2 separate regions of the Mus musculus genome follow, and region 2 is linked to region 1. Evidence: chromatin contacts called from public promoter capture Hi-C data. All regions are on one chromosome and are shown on one strand. Each heading gives the region's core, a stretch centred on a gene start, on an enhancer-like site or on the middle of the called end of the contact. The rest is flanking DNA. Distances are from core to core; before and after follow the strand shown.

Evidence for each region. Capture Hi-C pulls out chosen DNA fragments and counts their contacts.
Region 2: a promoter capture Hi-C map of adipose tissue shows a contact between it and region 1, with 3 times the contacts expected there. The contact joins the promoter of Engase here to the promoter of Sec14l1 in region 1. A contact is called at or near these places in 1 of 39 promoter capture datasets (liver), 1 of 484 Hi-C or Micro-C datasets (CD8 T cells) and 2 of 9 other capture datasets (adipose tissue and liver).

The regions. Positions count from the first base shown.
Region 1 is chr11:117,113,289-117,116,746 of GRCm38.p6, forward strand. It overlaps Sec14l1 (SEC14-like lipid binding 1), which reads left to right and starts at 1,880. Exons shown (of 16, transcript NM_001166506.2): 1 at 1,880-2,063.
Region 2 is chr11:118,474,336-118,478,178 of GRCm38.p6, forward strand. It overlaps Engase (endo-beta-N-acetylglucosaminidase), which reads left to right and starts at 2,497. Exons shown (of 14, transcript NM_172573.3): 1 at 2,497-2,769. The coding sequence starts at 2,651.

The sequences.
Region 1 (3,458 bases), core at 630-3,129:
GACTTGGTTGGCCTGGAGCTTGCTATGAAGACCAGGCTAGTCTCTAATTCACAGAGATTCAGTGCTTCTGCCTGATGATGGCATTAAAAGCATGCAGCACCGCAGGATTATTTTGTAGCTACTCTTAGGTATTATATTACTTCACATAAAAATAAATTTCAGCATGTGCCCCGAAGGCATGTTCTCTTCAATTCTTTTCCTTCTTTCTATGTTTGTGGATGTTTTTGCCTGCCTGTATGCTTGTGCACCACTGGCATGCAGTGCCAGAGGAGGCCAGAAGAGGGCGTCAGATCTCCTGGGACTGGAGTTACAGCCAGTTGTGAGCTGCCAAGTAGGTACCGGGAATCGAATCCTGGTCCCCTGGGAGAGCAGCCACTGCAGTTGAGAGCACAGTTGTCTAAGTGAATTTCCCAACTCCTCTTAAGGTATCAGTTAGACTTCCCCTCATCTTTCTTTAGAAATCATTTGATAAAGACTATATCTGTTTTGTACCCCCGAGGTCTGTGCTTTCCAGGCTGTGAATTGGCCCCATCTTCCAGTCTCTATTTCCTGTACATTTGTGGTTCATCTATAGGTTTGTCAGAATGGTGTGTTCTGGATAAGATCATCTCAATGGGTGCTGCCATTCACTCCTACCAGGAGCTCATGTTTGTCTTTCTTTCTTTCTTTCTTTCTTTCTTTCTTTCTTTCTTCCTTTCTCTCTCTCTCTCTCTCTCTCTCTCTCTCTCTCTCTCTCTCTCTCCCTTTCTTTCTGATACAGGGTTTCTCCGCGTAGCCCCTGGCTGTCCTGGAACTCACTCTGTAGACCAGCCTGGCCTCGAACTCAGAAATCTGCCTGCCTCAGCCTCCCAAGTGCTGGGATTAAAGGCACCACTGCCCAGCTCCCACAGCATCTTTTAAAGGTGAATGTGATCCCTACACGTGGACATAAGTCATCAGCAGCCTGAGTAGCGCGGGTAGCAGTGCTGGAAAATGACGGTTTGAGTTGGAAATAAAGTGTGATCGAGCAATGAATGATATGTTTGTGTGGTGGGTAAACAGGTCCTGAAGGAAATTCCCAAACTCTTGTGTGCAAGTACAGCCATCCGGGGTGACTAATGTGAACGGAACAACAGTGACACTGATGGAGAAATTGTGTGTTGCTTCTAAAACTAGCTTTTCTGTGTGGGTGGATGCGCCAGGTGTCCGCTTATTGTCACCCGCCCGTCTTCAGGACCCCTAAATGTCTCCGTGTGTGGCTCTTAAATTTTAAAGTTGGAGACGCTGAAACGCAAGGCACACCTAGCACCCCACTTGAGGTCCCTCCCCTTAGAGCCATCCCACAGCCAGACATTCCCCAACCATCTGGACGTGTTGACAAGGGTGCTTGGGTTACACCCATCTCCTCCCCACCCTGTTCGCTCCATCACCATTACTAGGCCAGAATGCAATCAGACACTATAGCAGTGCAGGAAAAAAAAGAGGAAGCCCACGAGGAAGCACAGACGGCGCAAGCGCGCAGCATTCAAGCTGGAGGGCCGGCTTAGCTGACATTCCGTAGAGGTCCCAGTTCCCGCTCCGGCTGGAGTGCGCATTTGAATCTTTTCTGGGGTCTGTGGCTGCTAACTGCGAAGCCTCGCCCGCCGCCACGGCCCTTCCCCCTTCCCACTGACGCCAAGAGAAGGAGCCTCTGGGGCTCGCTCCGAGTCCTGGCAGACCAAGTCCTGAGCCCCTCCTACGCACGCGCAGATCTGTAACTCGCGCCGGCGCAGTACGGCCCTTAGCCAGCCCGGCGGCCGCCCCTCCCCCTCCCTAGCAACCGCCTCCTGCTCCTTCCCCCGCCCCCTCGGCCTGGTGTGCGCACGCGCGCCTCTTCCGGGCTGGCCCCTCCCTCCCCGTCACCCGTAACAACCACTCGAGCCCTCGCCGCGCCCCTCGGCCCTCCCGCCCCGGCCCCTGTCCCCGGAACCGGCGGTCGAGCGGCGGCAGCCGAGCCTGTGGCACGGCTCTCTCTTCGGGGAGCCGCCGGCATGAACGCATCCCGCCACCGCGCCGCGTCCCCGACCCGGTCCTTCTGACAAGAGGTAAGCTCGCGTCGTCGTGGAGGGTAGGAGCGCGCCCGGGTGTCAGTCCCTGGCAGGGTCCCTCTGCTGCGACGGCCCGGGGCGCTCGCCATCTCGGAGACTGCGGAGCCAGCCGGGTCCCTCCGCCGCCGCCGCCCCCTCCGTCCAGCCCCGGCCTGCAGGGAGGCGCTCCCCCGGGGCCGACCCTGGGCTGATTTTCAAATACCAATTATCATGCAACAGAGGCAGCCCCGGCCTCCTGTGCCATTTGGCGGTGGTCACTCCGGATGCCCGCGCAGGGCGTGGATCTGGACCAGACCTCCCCAAGCCAAGATCTGGCCCAAGTTCAGGGAGCTGGCGAGCAAGCTGGTCCTTCAGTGTAGTCACTTGGTTAAGAGTTTCTTAATAAAGGCATCACGCAGTGCTTGCATCTTCTCTCCTACCCGTCAGCACCCGGTAATCATCCTCCTTTTATTTGAGAGATACCCGAAAACTAATTTTCTCAATTAAAAAAATATAAACGATTCTTAGTCTCCCCTCCGCGCACCGGCGTTGTAAGGTTTACGAGAGTGAATGGAACGCGGTCTCTGCGCTCCAGGACGCGTCAGCGCCTGAATCGAGATTAATGAAGGCTTGAGTTTGGAGAACCGAGGAGTCTGGTTTGAGAGCTGGGAGTGTAAGATCGTCTCACACAGATGGAATCAGGAAAGGCGAACGGCATGCTTGAGGTCACCCAGAGTTATTAGCCATTGTAGTTTTCCAACTGTTGGAAGGTGGTTTTCCAACGTAACCTGCTCCTTCCGAGTGCTATGCCAAGCAAACATACCAGAGAAAGTTCCAGACCTGTTTAAAGCAATGTAAACATTGTAGAAGTGCAGCTCTAGATAGCAATCCTCTGAAGTCTATCAGCGTAGGGGTTTTTTGTTTGCTTTTTTAAACACCTGTAATTTGGGATACCGAGATACTGGGTTTTGAACTTTTGAATGTCTTTTGACTGTATCTAGGTAAAATAACATCCTTATTGATTGAGCCCCAGTGGGACTACTGGGCTCACTGGACTTTCTTTCCTTTTTATATTTCTGTTTGTTTTTCTCCTCCTTTAAGTAGGTGAGCAAAAGGTTCTAGATGACTCTGAACACACAAGGGTGTTTGCCCAGAAAGCCGCCCTTGCCAGCACCCGAGTGATTCTGTATGCAAAGCAAGGTTCCTTGACCTCAGACTTGAGCATGTAATTGATTGCCTTGCGGTTCTCGGGTTCTCGGCTTCAGGAGGCTGGAGGGTTTTGGAACCCCTTAGCTGGAGCTGGGCAGCCTCCCTGCTGTTTGTAGACAGTCTCTGAAATCGGAGCGAGCAATTAGAAAACAGGAAACAACAAAGTTCCCTTTGAAGCCAGCACTTAAGGAGTATCCCATTATT
Region 2 (3,843 bases), core at 1,247-3,746, 1.4 Mb after region 1:
CAGCCCTCACCTCACTGGGGGATGCAAAATGCTATTTCTGGAGCCAGATAAGAATGATCATGGGCTGGGAACAAATTTAGGTCACCCCAAATTCCATGTCTCAGTGTGGTAGCAGTTTCATGGAGTTTTTGTAGTAAGAGAACAAAGGAAGTCATAGATCAAGACACCTTCCAAACACTGTTGGAAACATCAGGGAAGTGCGTTCAGCACAATAAGAACATCTGTGCTATAGGTCTCCCATGCTATATGGTGACATTCTTAGCTCTGGGGTTGGTGGAACCCAGAGGGCCTGTTTGTACATTCTAAAGGATTTAGCTAATAGTCACAGGACATTAGGTCCCAGAGAGAAGGACAGAGGCTATTCCAGGGGCCAAGATAGGTCAGATAATCTGTGATTAGACCCTAGGTCTGCAACATTCCAAACTCTCAATAATCAAGGAAGTTCTAACCGGTTAACCAGCTTATAAAATGCAGCTTCTTTCCAGAAACTGTTGTTCATACATCATCTTAGATCCAGTCACTATCACAGACAGGATGTGCTGGGCTCAGTTAAGCACCTTTGCTCCCGGGAGAGCCTGCGTGAAGTGGTCCAGGTTGAAGCTGTGTCTACTCTATGGAAGATCCAGGAGGCTGCTTCTGTCCTACCATCCTGTACACTCTCACAGGCTCAGGTGGCAGCCACAATTCCAAGCATCAGAGCCTCTCCCGCGCCCGGCAGCCAGCAGGAAGCAAGGCAAGAGAAGTGCAGTGCTCGCTCAGAGCAACAGACTCTTGGCCTTCCACACTGGCCCTCAGTTTCCATGCTTCTCCTTCTTCTGGTCTTTGGAGCATTATGGGGACTGAGAGGGAAAGGGCGAGACAGTGTTAGGCTGTGTTATGGGATGCTGTCCTCTGGGCATGACACAACTATCGTCATCTAAATTGATCCCCCGCTCACGATACTTTCACAAGACTGGCCTATCATCATGCCCTTGTAGAAGGAGTGGGGAGTTGGGGGTCAGGTCATCAGACCCTAAACTGAGAATTCAACCAGTTCTTCTTTTCCACTCATGACCCTGTCCTAGATGCACAGGTCTTGGAGGGGGGGCACCTAGAGTACAGAGGCAGGGAGTTGGGAGGTGGAGGGACGATCTACACAGCTTTCAAGATAGTTGTGTTTGCTCCACAAGGCGTTATAGTAGATGACTGTGTTTGGGCTTGTGACCTGCTACCTTCTCTCTGTCGCAGCCCCACACAGAGCTTCCCTCCCCACCCTGGGTCAGTGGGAAGAGGTGTCCTGCCAACTGTGTCCCACAGATCAGAGTGTCCTGCTCCCCAGCGTCCCTTCCCTGGCCGACTGGCCAACAGGCAATGTAACCAGGGCCTATATTCAACCACCTTAGTCACCATCCCCACCCTTGGCGTTTATGGATGCTTGGGGCCTCATAAAGCTCAAAGCCTGTAAACAGTAATAAAGAGGCCCAGAGAACTTGGCTTGGGCAAGCTGCTGTGGGGCCAGAAGCTGCAAGCTGCAGAGGGGTATTGGGCTCAGGGAGGAGAAGCCATTTCCTCGTCTTCTGGCATTTCTGCTCACCGCTCTGAACACAGGACCATCAAGGTTACTGTGAATCTCTTCTGTGCCCAGGTACTGTGGGAGGTGCCCTCTGGCAGATGCAGCTTCCTGGACCCTGAATACTTGAGAGGATTTATTTCCTGCAGAACACAGGCTTAAGAGTAAGAAGAATGCATTCAGGGGAAAACTATCCATGCTCACCATGCTGACCACCCTACAGGACAGATGGAAACAGTCCCTCCAGGTCAGCAGCACTGCCCCCATCTCTCCACCTGCCTTTACTCCTAGGTTTCCCATCGTACCTGGCTATAGCATCCCATGGAGCCCTGCCTCAAGCTGGTTATAACACCTCTTTCTTTTGTTCATTAGTAAGAAAAGACAATCGTCAGCCTGTGTTGGTTATCCAATTCCAAACGGTCAGCCCTGAAAACATTTGCATACAAGTAACATTAAAGGGACCGAACAGGTTGTGTTTATATATACACACACGTAGATGACAAACATTAAAGAAGTAAAAATCATGAATTTGAGAGAGATTGGATGAGGTACACAGGAACTATTGGAGGGAGGAAAGGGAAGGGAAACATGTAATTATATTTTAATTTCTTAAAAAAAGCAGAATATTACAGGTGCCTGTAATATTAGATCCCATCCAGGAATCCAGGGATCCAAGGAGCCAGGGACCCAGGGAAGCTAGGCCACCAGTCTCTGTGGCCCAGTTCCAGGGCTCATTGCTAACGTGTACCGACTTGGTTGTCGCTGGCAGATTGTTTCATTCGTCTGGAAAGAAAACTTCGTGGCTAACTCTAAATAACACTTTTTTGGGTCTCAGAACCTTGGGCTCAGGATCCACGCAGCCCCGCCTTTCTCCTAGACCCCGCCCATCAGGTCCCGCCCCGTCTCTCCGGTTATTTAACTCAGGCTCTACACCCGCCGCTTGCAGAACGTGGACAGATCCTAGCCGGAACTCGGTGCGAGCCAACCGCGGCGCTGCACACTCACCATTGGCTGAGAGCTGCGGCAGGGGCAGGCCCAGGCTTGCGATTGGCTGTTGGAGCAGTGTCTGGAGGGCTTAGCGGTCGGCAGTCGCTGACAGTCATGGAGACCTCGTCGGTGCTGACCCGGGGAGCTGCAAGGCAGCGGAGCCCCGCGGCCCCGGAGAAGCAGGCGCGGGACCAGACGGAGCGGAGGCCGGGGCGGCGGAGGCAGGGGCGGAGGTGCGCACGGCTGGGCTGAGCTCCAGGTCTGGGCTTGGGGTGGCCATGCTGCCTGTCGTGCAGCGCGACACTGTCTGTCGCTTGCGGACAAACCTACGTCCCTCCATCCTTCTATCCCCGGTCGCAGACGGGCCACCCGAGCAAGTTAGCAGCTCCCTTGTTCCTAACCTATGACGGACCCTGTCCCAGCCCATCGGGATCTCGTTCTGGCAGTCTGGCGCCAAGGCTACTGCACCTTCCTTTGGCCCTATAGATTAGGCAATCCCGAACATGGATGGCTTTCTGTTCGTGTAATATTTGAACTGAATCTTTAGGGACGAGGACTGTACTAGGTGGATCAGAATGAGCAAAGGCACAAAGGCAAAGAAGTGGACAGACATACCCCCCTGGTCCAGGGTTGTAACCCCGTGGTCGGTGGGACACTGGGAAAGGTATCAGCACAAACTTGATGTGTCCTGCTTCGTTTTTAAACCCACAGCAGTGAGACAGATGGGCTATTCAGACTTTAGGATGGTTGCTGACCGACGGGAAAGGTATTTGTGGGTAGAAGCCATCCTAAGAGGTCCTTTTCCTTCTTACTGGAGGGACATTCAGGTGACAGGTGGGCATGGGCAGACGGGATGACTTTGAGTTCCTTTGGGTGCAGCTGAAGGATAAAGGAGTCAGCCAGGGGGGCGCCATCTGGAAGAGGAGTATTTGGTGGTGAGATTTCAAAGGCGGGTGTTTTGCATGGCCTGATGACACAGGCCTTTAATTCCAACTCCTTGATGGGGTGAGGCAAGAGGATCACAAGTTTGAGGCCCCAACCTGGTGTAGTGAGGCCACATCGCAAAAATTAAAATGGAAGGTCTTGAGAGAGATTCATGGCAGAGCACTTGCCTAGGATGTAGGAAGTTCTGGGTTTGAGCCCCTAGCACCACAAGAAAAAGATGACGTCTCCATTTTAGCCTGCTACTGTCTGGCCATCCCCGCAGTTCCAAAGGCTCCTCAGTTTACTTACAGAGGGACAGTGTGATTGATGGCAGAACCTGAGGAGGGAGCTCAAGTCATTCCTGATGGCCTCAGGCCCTGGGG